Regions from separate parts of the Mus musculus genome. Here region 1 is linked to region 2. Evidence: chromatin contacts called from public promoter capture Hi-C data. All regions are on one chromosome and are shown on one strand. Each heading gives the region's core, a stretch centred on a gene start, on an enhancer-like site or on the middle of the called end of the contact. The rest is flanking DNA. Distances are from core to core; before and after follow the strand shown. Region 1 overlaps Limch1 (LIM and calponin homology domains 1). Region 2 has its middle 32 kb from the start of Limch1.

Region 1 (4,394 bases), core at 633-3,132, 270 kb before region 2:
ATTGTGCTATTGACTGGACAAACAACAATGCCAGGAACAGCTTTGAAAGCAGAGCATCTTACAAAAAAAAGGCATTATCATGACTATGAGATCAGGAGAAAGGGAAGTAATTTGGTAACTAAATAAAGGGATTTTTTGTGAGTTGTACTTAGAATAGAGTTGTAAATTGCATTGCACAACAATATTCGGAAGACTGATGGTAGCAGAATGCTAATTCATCATACCTCACAATTTAGGTCAGCATTTAATATCTTACAAAGCCCTTTCAGTAGGAAGCACACACCTACATACCTCACATATTCTTGCACCCCAGTTTGGAGTCAGTCATCATTATGAACCAAGTCTAAGACTAAAACTCTTTCTACTTTTTGACCAGGAGGCCTGGGCTTTCATCTCTGAAAGAATTTGTTAAAATCAAAAGTAAGCATGTATGCAAATGGCCTTGCCAATATACAATGCCAATTTGAGCAGCGTGAATCTGGTACCTTCTATGCATCTTGCAAGCCCAGCTGGTCTGCAAATTCCCCAAGTGTTTCTTTTTAGGCTAGCTGCCCAGTGTGGCAGGACTCGTTTCAAGTGATCTCAATTTAGATATGTATGCTGAATAAAGTTTCTCTATCAATGGCCACTTCAAGATATTCCCGTCTCTGGAATATCTTTACTCCAACCGGAAAACTGTTACTATGAGTAATTCTTGCTCATTGTATGAATTCTTTAAATTGAGAGCTTTGTGGCCATCTCTGAGAGATGAAAAATGATGTAGATTATTGGCTGGCACTACTGACCATGAAGTAAAAAATGCATTGAAGGCAGATATGTAGAAGAATAGTCACAAGTATACACTTACCAAAAAGATTTCAATGACTTCTATTCTGAGTTACTTATTCCTTAAAAACAGCCTATTGCTAAACTCTGGTATATTTTTATTTTTTTTCAATAACCACAAATCTGAGCAGCTAATATGTAGACTGGTGACCATGAGAACTCTACAAACCAGGAATTACGGTGTCCATTTTGCATAGAATAGTAAGGTTCTTAGTTCAAGTTTTATGAACTTAGCTAAATGACTTTAAGTGTACATAAGCAGCAGAGCCAGGCTGTTTAGACTTGCATCTACTGGTAGGGTTGCAATTGATGGGTGGACACGTTTTACTAGAAGGAATATAACCCATTTGTAATTTAAAATGCAGAACCCTGGTGGGACCTGAGGGTACTTGGGAGGCTGAGTCAGGAAGATCACAAGGTCAAGATCTGCTGAGGCTACAGAGAAATGCAGAGCCAGTTTATAACCTGGCAACCCTGCCAGCCTCATGTTAAAAAAAAAAATGGAAAGAAGGAAAAGAAAAAGGACAGGAGAGATTAAGGACCCAGTGCATGGGATAGGGCAGAGAAAATGTTTGTTTTAGCCTGTCTAAGGTTTCTTTATATTTTTCGAAGCATATGAGTCATGGTTAAAACTAACGAATGGAGGAGGAGAGCTGGGGAGTGAGCTCTGTAGCTGAGCCCTTGCTGCACAAGCAAGAGGACCTGGCTTTAAGTGTGCCGCGCCGCCTTAAGGGGAAGTGACTATACACTTGCCTTTAAGTGGGAGCTACGCTAACTCAGTGCTGGGGTGAGGGGCAGAGACAGGGGGCACCAATACAATACACACGATATTCTCCTCTGGCCTCAGCATGCTTAAGAGCACACACACACACACACACACACACACACACACACACACACACACACACACACTATAAATATACTAAGGGAGAGCTGGCATCCCCTTTCACCCCCTTCTACTTGGCAATGAGTAGCCAGCTTGGCTTGGCAGTGAGTTGGTTCTATTCAAAGAAACTGGGCTCTCCAGAAAGGCCTGTTCGTTCTCTTGGGAACGTCACGGGCAACATCAGAAACCTCCCCGTTACCCTGTCTCCAGGCACGGCAGACACATCCAGAGTCACCCGGGTCATGCCTGTCTGGTCTCTAGACTGGGGGATCTGATGAAAGAAGCAGGGAGCCAGCATCTGGTAGAGAGGGACAGAAGAGTATGTGGCTGGCACCGGGCTACATCTGCTCTCCCTCTGAAGATTTCTAAAATGTCGATTGTCCCCTGGAGAGTTGTCTCTCCTCTGTCATTAATTACTACGTGGTCGGGAACGTCCACAGACTAGCAGGATCAGTGAGTGATGAAACACATGCAAATAATTAGGAAAGAAGTACAGTCACGTGAAACCTAGAATCCAGTTACAAAATTCACTTCTCCAATGGGAAACACCAAATAAGAGAACACAAATCTCCATGGTATTTTAATTTAAGGGGAAGTGAATCTTGGTTCTTATTTTACCCTCTTTTAAAAAAAAATCTGGCTTCTTTTGCAGAATCTTATGGGGGAGGCTTAATTAAGTTAACATGGTCATAAAATAAAATAGAACAAAAAGCAGTTTATATACTTTTTAAAAATTTCTATGGAAACTCTAATAAATATTAACTGCCACACATTTATGGAGAAGTCCTACGTTCTGTTCCTTGATGCTTAGATAACCTCCTGATTTATTTTTTCACAAGTAGTGTGGATCCTATAGGCTTCTAACATCATGTGTACATGCCTGTACCTTTGCTCTGTGTGCACATTGGCTTAAAAGTAATGCAACTAGGCATGTGGGGATCCCAGGGAAGGAGACAGAAATGTGGCCTGGCTTTAAAGGTTGGCCCCTCCCGTTACTGTGTATGCCCCTTTCTTGTACAGCACTTCCTGGACAAACAGTCTTTCCCAATTGAGACACTGCCCCTTTATCTTCTAGCTAGGTCCAAAACTATGACAGCCAGAATCCATCTGGATGTCAAACAAGAGACTTGGGGTCAAAGGCTTTGAGAGACATTGGTGTAGTTCAGTGATTTATAGTCTTACTTTCCACACAAGGGGAGTCCTTGGGTTTTTGTTTTTTGCTTTTTGTTTGTTTTTGTTTTTCCTTCATGATTTGCATTTCATTCCAGTTAAGCAACTTTCTGCCACATTAAAAACAGAACCTTAAGTGTGGGTAAACGTAGAATGACTGTCAAGACTACTGTGCCTTGTAACAAAGTTAAGTGACAAAATGTAGGTATGCTGGGCTGGTGGCATGTGCATGTGGCATGTGTATGTGGCATGTGCATGTAGCAGGTGCATGTGGTATGTGTGTGCATGTGTATGTGGCATGTGCATGTGGCAGGTTCATGTGGTATGTGTGTGCATGTGTATGTGGCATGTGCATGTGTATGTGCCATGTGTGTGTTTCATATGTATGTGGCATGGTGGATGTGCTTTTAGGAGTGAACTAGAAACTGAGAACTTGTCTGCCAAATGAGCTTGTCATGGTGACTAGAAGAGATACACGGTGTTGCTATTGGGGACAGTCTCTAGGAATATTTATAGCTGTTTATCAACATGATTTTAAATACAATACTGTGTGAGAAAGTCTGAGGTGTGGTGACATTAACAAACCTGCACACTTCTGCTTCGTAGTTAATTTTTTTAAAAGTTAAATCAGATAACAGCAAACATGTATGTAAGCAAAAATGACTACCTAAATATAATATCTTCCACCAGAACCACATTGTAAACTATGACTCTATGTTTATATATTGAATGAGAATCTTTATGAAAGAATTCAATATTTAATTATAAAAGGTGCTTTCCAGTTACCATGTAGCACTGGTCACTTACAAAACTCCCGTCTTGTACTGGACCTTGTCCCTGGCATCTTCTTGTTCACCCTTTGGCTAAAAGATTCGCAGATATGATAAAATAAAAGTATGTGCGTCAAAGATGTGGAGAGTTGATTTTTTGTGTTCACGCTCTTATCTGTATAACTTAGTAATATTTTCACTGTGTTCCAGCCTTGAAGAGGGGAGACAGAGAAGTTGAGAAAACAGTACATGGTGATGAGATGTTATTCATTTCTGTTTCAGCTTCTCTGGCTTGGTCTCTGGGGTAGGTAGATGCTTGAAGGATACAGGAAAAGTATATTTCCAACACAGTCAAAGAATATTTGAATATTCAGGATATAGTATGATATTATTCTTCATTATTTCAGATAATTGCTTATAATGCAAGAAGGATTTTAAATCAAATTTCTAGTATTTAGTAGGACTACCACAAATAGAGAAGAAATAGATTCTGTGTTTTTTTTTTTTCCTTCGAGACAGGTTTTTTCTGTATAGCCCTGACTGTCCTGGAACTCACTTTGTAGATCAGGCTGGCCTCGAACTCAGAAATCCACCGGTCTCTGCCTCCTGAGTGCTGGGATTAAAGGCGTGCGCCACCACACCCAGCAAGAAATAGATTAGTTTTGTGAATTCTTTTAAAACAACAAAAGCTATCCTACAATTAAATATATAAAAGTCAACCCTGGATATTTCAATTAAATACT
Region 2 (4,227 bases), core at 1,485-3,984:
CCAGCAATAGTGCCTGTTACAAGAACCACTGGAGTCACTGTGGCTGGAGTGGGTGAGAAAATGGAAATAGCTATGATCAGAGATGCCTAGTACATATTTGCCCTAGGAGTGTATGAAAAAACAAGGACTTGTTTTTTAAATTTTGCTTTTAAGAGTTTTCACATGCCTTGAATGTTTTCCCATAGGAGAGAAGTCTCCTGGCTCGTGCAATCCATTGTAATCTTGGAATGCTCAAGAGGCGACTCTACAAGGCATTGTGTTCTTTCATTGCCTGTGGGGGTGGGGAGATTTCCTGGCTGTGTCAAAAGATGGCCATGTGTCCTCTTATCCAGGAGTCACTGGGCCTCTTAGTGGAGTCTAAGGCCCAGGAGATAAAGTCAATTCTGCAGGTCGGACCACAAGCCTGTGGTGCTGACAGGCTACTCCGAGTTCATGGCTGACACAGTGGGAACCAAAGATTGGGGGCATCAGAAGATGGAGGTGTGTAAAGAAGTGGAGGAGCCTGGCTCACTCAGCACACTGTCAGATGGCAGTGGAAAGGAAACAGGCTCTTGTGAGCAAAAAGCTTCCCCTGAGTGGAAACTGACCCTCCAAGAAGGTGGTGAAAGCCACATACTAAAACTGTGTGCCCATAGTTTCCAGCCGCCACCACAGGACCAACTGTTAGATGTGGGGGCAACTCTTTCAGTCCCTCTTTTCTGGTGTGTGTGTGCATGTACGTCATTTTAAACCAAAGGAAGACTGTCAATGTCCTCTTCTGTCATATGGCACTTTTCTTGAGATAGTGTCTCTCACTAAACCTGGCTCTGGCCTTTTTCACCTGAGCTAGCTGGTCAGTAAGCCTTAGCAAGCCTCCTGTCTGCCACCCATGCAGCAGTGGGGTCACAAACACATGGAGCTACACCTGGCTTGATCACCATCATCACTGCATATATACAAAAGTCAGAACTCAGGTCTACATGGCTGCTCAGCACTCACTTCCATTCGCTGAGCCATCTCCCCAGCTCTTAGTATGTTCAAAATGCAGATTTAGGGAGCCTGTCTCTGGATGGTCTGAAGCAGTGGATCTTCAGGGGAATTCAGGAATTAGTGTTTCAATTTTTTTTCCAGTTAATTGTGTGTATACGTTTCCAGGAGGAGGTTCAATTGTGCACATGTGTGCGCTGTCCAAGGCGGTGTCAGTTCCCTTCCAACTAGAGTTTCAGGTAGCTGTGAACCACCAGACATGAGTGCTAGAAACCAGATTCCACTTTCTGCAAGAGCAGAACAGCTCTGAAACTCCAGTCATCTGGCAAACCTGGAAACGGACTGGGTTTTGTTTTGTCTTTTCTGTTTGGTGGCCTGGTTATTTTGTTTCTATTTTGAGATAGGGGTTTGCTGTGTCCCACCTGCTGGATCACCTGGAACTTGCTATATGGACCAGGCTAGCCCAAATACTCAGAGCTCTGCCTGTCTGACTCTCTGCCTGTCCTGAGCACAGAGACACACCCGGCTTAGCGGATTTGTAGCTTTAACTGCTTCCCAGGGGATTCTAATAAGCAGAGAAGAGGGTGAGCCACTGTGGTGTCGGGATAATGTGCCTATGTTTGAGCAGAAAAACGTCTTTCAGTTATGGCACGTATGTTTGTCCCAGCAGCATTTCAGGTGATCAAGTTAAGATAAGGTACCAGGCACAGAGAGGATAGCTAGAATTTCTGAGATTGCAGGTCAGAAAAAAAACATCTTCATAGCATAGATACCCTTTGGGAGGATTTGTTCCTCTTCCAGCAAGTCCTGCCTAAGATTCACTAGACAGGAAAACAGTCGGAGAGTTGAGCCCATCAGCGGACCAGAGAGGCAGGAAGTTTAAGGACCTAAGAATTTCTAAAGATACCCCTAGTAATTTAAGAGAGAAAAAAATGGGTGTGGAAGTATTATGGTTTGTATTAAAAATGTCCTCCCACAGGCTTGAGTGTTGGAATGCCGGGTTCCCAGCTTGTAGCCTTTGGGAGTCTTTGCAATACAAGTCATGGTTGGCAGAGGAGAGGCAGCATCTGATAGCCCAGCCCTGGCTCTCTGCTTCCTTATCTACTTAGCATAAGAAACAACATGGTGAACCCGAACCCCATCAGCTGAGCCACTCCAGATGCCCTGTTCCCCGTCGTCGTCGTCGTCCCCCCCCCCCCCCCAACCACCATGACGGACTGAATCCCCTGAATCTAAAAAAATTAAAAAATAAAAAAGTCACTTCTGGGACTGGAGCACGACAGGATTTGGATTCAGTTTCCAGCAGCCACTCCTGGGGATCACAACTGCCTGTAATTCCAGTGCCAGGGGATATGACGCCCCCTTTCGGTGTCTTCTGGTATGGCACCATCATTGGCTCGCATGTGACACACATTTCTACACACCCACAAAAGGAGGGAGAGAGGAAGGAAAGGAGGGAGAGGGGAAGGAAAGGAGGGAGAGAGGAAGGAAAGGAGGGAGAGAGGAAGGAAAGGAGGGAGAGAGGAAGGAAAGGAGGGAGAGAGGAAGGAAAGGAGGGAGAGAGGAAGGAAAGGAGGGAGAGAGGAAGGAAAGGAGGGAGAGAGGAAGGAAAGGAGGGAGAGAGGAAGGAAAGGAGTCTTCCTCAGATTGCTTCTGTCAGGCATTTAGTCACAGAGATGAGACATGAAACCTTCTCTAGGAGCCAGTCAGCAAGGTGGCTCCCCCTCGCTGACTGCTGGTGTTTCCTCACTGTGCTCCCACAGCAGAGAGCAAGCATTGGGCTAACACTCTTCCACAGCTGGCCGTGAGAAACCCTGTGGCTTCCATGCAGGGCTCTCTTGATCCTTTCTGCTCCCTTCTTAGGCCCTAGCCTGTGGTGAGAACACTCAGCAGCCTGTGGAGAGCCCCTCACAAGGACGAGCTGGCTCAAGAGCCCAAGTTTGCGGACAACACAGGGCTGTGGGTGTGGACCTTCCAGCCCCGGTCAGGCTTTCAGATGACTGTAGCCCTGGCTAATGGGTTAGCTGTGACCTCAAGAGAGACCCTAAGTGGAGCTACACCCTGATCGTCTCCCAAATTCCTGGCCCTCAGACACTGTGAGGTAATAAGTGTTTGTTGTTCTCAGCTGCTAAGCTTTGGACTGATTGTGAGGCAAGCGGCAATAACACAAATGTCGTCTCCCAATCTAGCTTCTGTTTATCTAAATCATGGAGTGTTTTAGTAAATCTCCATCTCGCTCTCCCTTCCTTTGTCCATTCCTCCTGCCCAGGCTACAGCTTCTTGCTGTGTAGCCCTGCCTGGCCTTGAATTTACAAGAATCTTCTTGCTTTTTCTCTCTTGTTCTCTTACCCTCTTACCCCTCTCTCCCCATTCCCCTCCCCCTCTCTCCATGCTCCATGTGTTCATGGCCGGCCTCTCCTCTCCTCTCCTCTCTTCTCCTCTCCTCTCCTCTCCTCCCCCTCCTCCCCTCCTCCTCCTCCTCTTCCTCTCTCTCTCTCTCTCTCTCTCTCTCTCTCTCTCTCTCTCCTCCTTTCCCAACTCCCCCTCCCATGCCCTAAATAAACTCTATTCTATACTAAAAAAGGAAAAAAAAAATTCTTCCTGCCTCTGAATCCTGAGTGCTGGAGTTACAAACATATACATTCCCAGCAATATCAACTTTTCTTGGAGTGTTTGTGTGTGTGTGTGTGTGTGTGTGTGTGTGTGTGTGTGTGTGTGTGTGCAATATATGTGCACATGTGCAGATCATAAATTATAACATTCCTGTATACTGTACCCAGATCAAGAAATGTAATATTAAGAGCTCAGCTGGGCCGGGCGGTGGTGGCGCTCACCTTTAATCCCAGCACTTGGGAGGCAGAGGCAAGTGGATTTCTGAGTTCGAGGCCAGCCTGGTCTACAGAGTGAATTCCAGGACAGCCAGGGCTACATAGAGAAACCCTGTCTGGGGGGGGGGGGGTGCGGGGGGGGGGGGGAAGAGGAGCTCAGAAGCGCCCTCTTGCCCCTTTCCCACCACTAAAGAAAGCCCTTCCTTGTGAAAGGCAATCACTATGGTCATGAAAATAGCCCTGCTTGCTCCTGGCCTTTCTATGAATGGATGACACTCCTTTGTATTTGGTTTCTTGACCTCATCTTGTGGGTAAGATCTAGCCTTTGTGTGTGACAAGTACCCTGTGAGGATATTTAGCTCAGAACACAGCGTAGATAGAGCACTTTGCCTAAGTGTGAAAAGACCTATGTTTAGCTATTGGATTGTCTTCT

What was found. Capture Hi-C pulls out chosen DNA fragments and counts their contacts.
Region 1: a contact with region 2 is called in a promoter capture Hi-C map of adipose tissue. The contact joins two enhancer-like sites. A contact is called at or near these places in 10 of 39 promoter capture datasets (the C10 cell line, the HPC-7 cell line, cranial neural crest and 6 more), 1 of 15 datasets of contacts at CTCF or cohesin (the NIH/3T3 cell line), 2 of 484 Hi-C or Micro-C datasets (embryonic fibroblasts and forebrain), 15 of 115 datasets of contacts at active chromatin or transcription factors (SST interneurons, craniofacial prominence, differentiating embryonic stem cells and 11 more) and 5 of 9 other capture datasets (adipose tissue, embryonic stem cells, liver and 2 more).

What each region holds. Positions count from the first base shown.
Region 1 is chr5:66,977,174-66,981,567 of GRCm38.p6, reverse strand. The region is part of intron 8 of Limch1 (LIM and calponin homology domains 1); the gene reads right to left. Among named protein-coding and RNA genes, the nearest start is that of Gm33040, 20 kb to the left of the region's middle. Within about 2 kb of position 1,882, at least 105 of the 459 cell types and tissues checked have an H3K27ac peak or open chromatin away from gene starts, as enhancers often do. A contact at or near this core is called in adipose tissue, where this site is marked.
Region 2 is chr5:66,711,773-66,715,999 of GRCm38.p6, reverse strand. No RefSeq gene overlaps it. Among named protein-coding and RNA genes, the nearest start is that of Limch1, 32 kb to the left of the region's middle. Within about 2 kb of position 2,734, at least 23 of the 459 cell types and tissues checked have an H3K27ac peak or open chromatin away from gene starts, as enhancers often do. A contact at or near this core is called in adipose tissue, where this site is marked.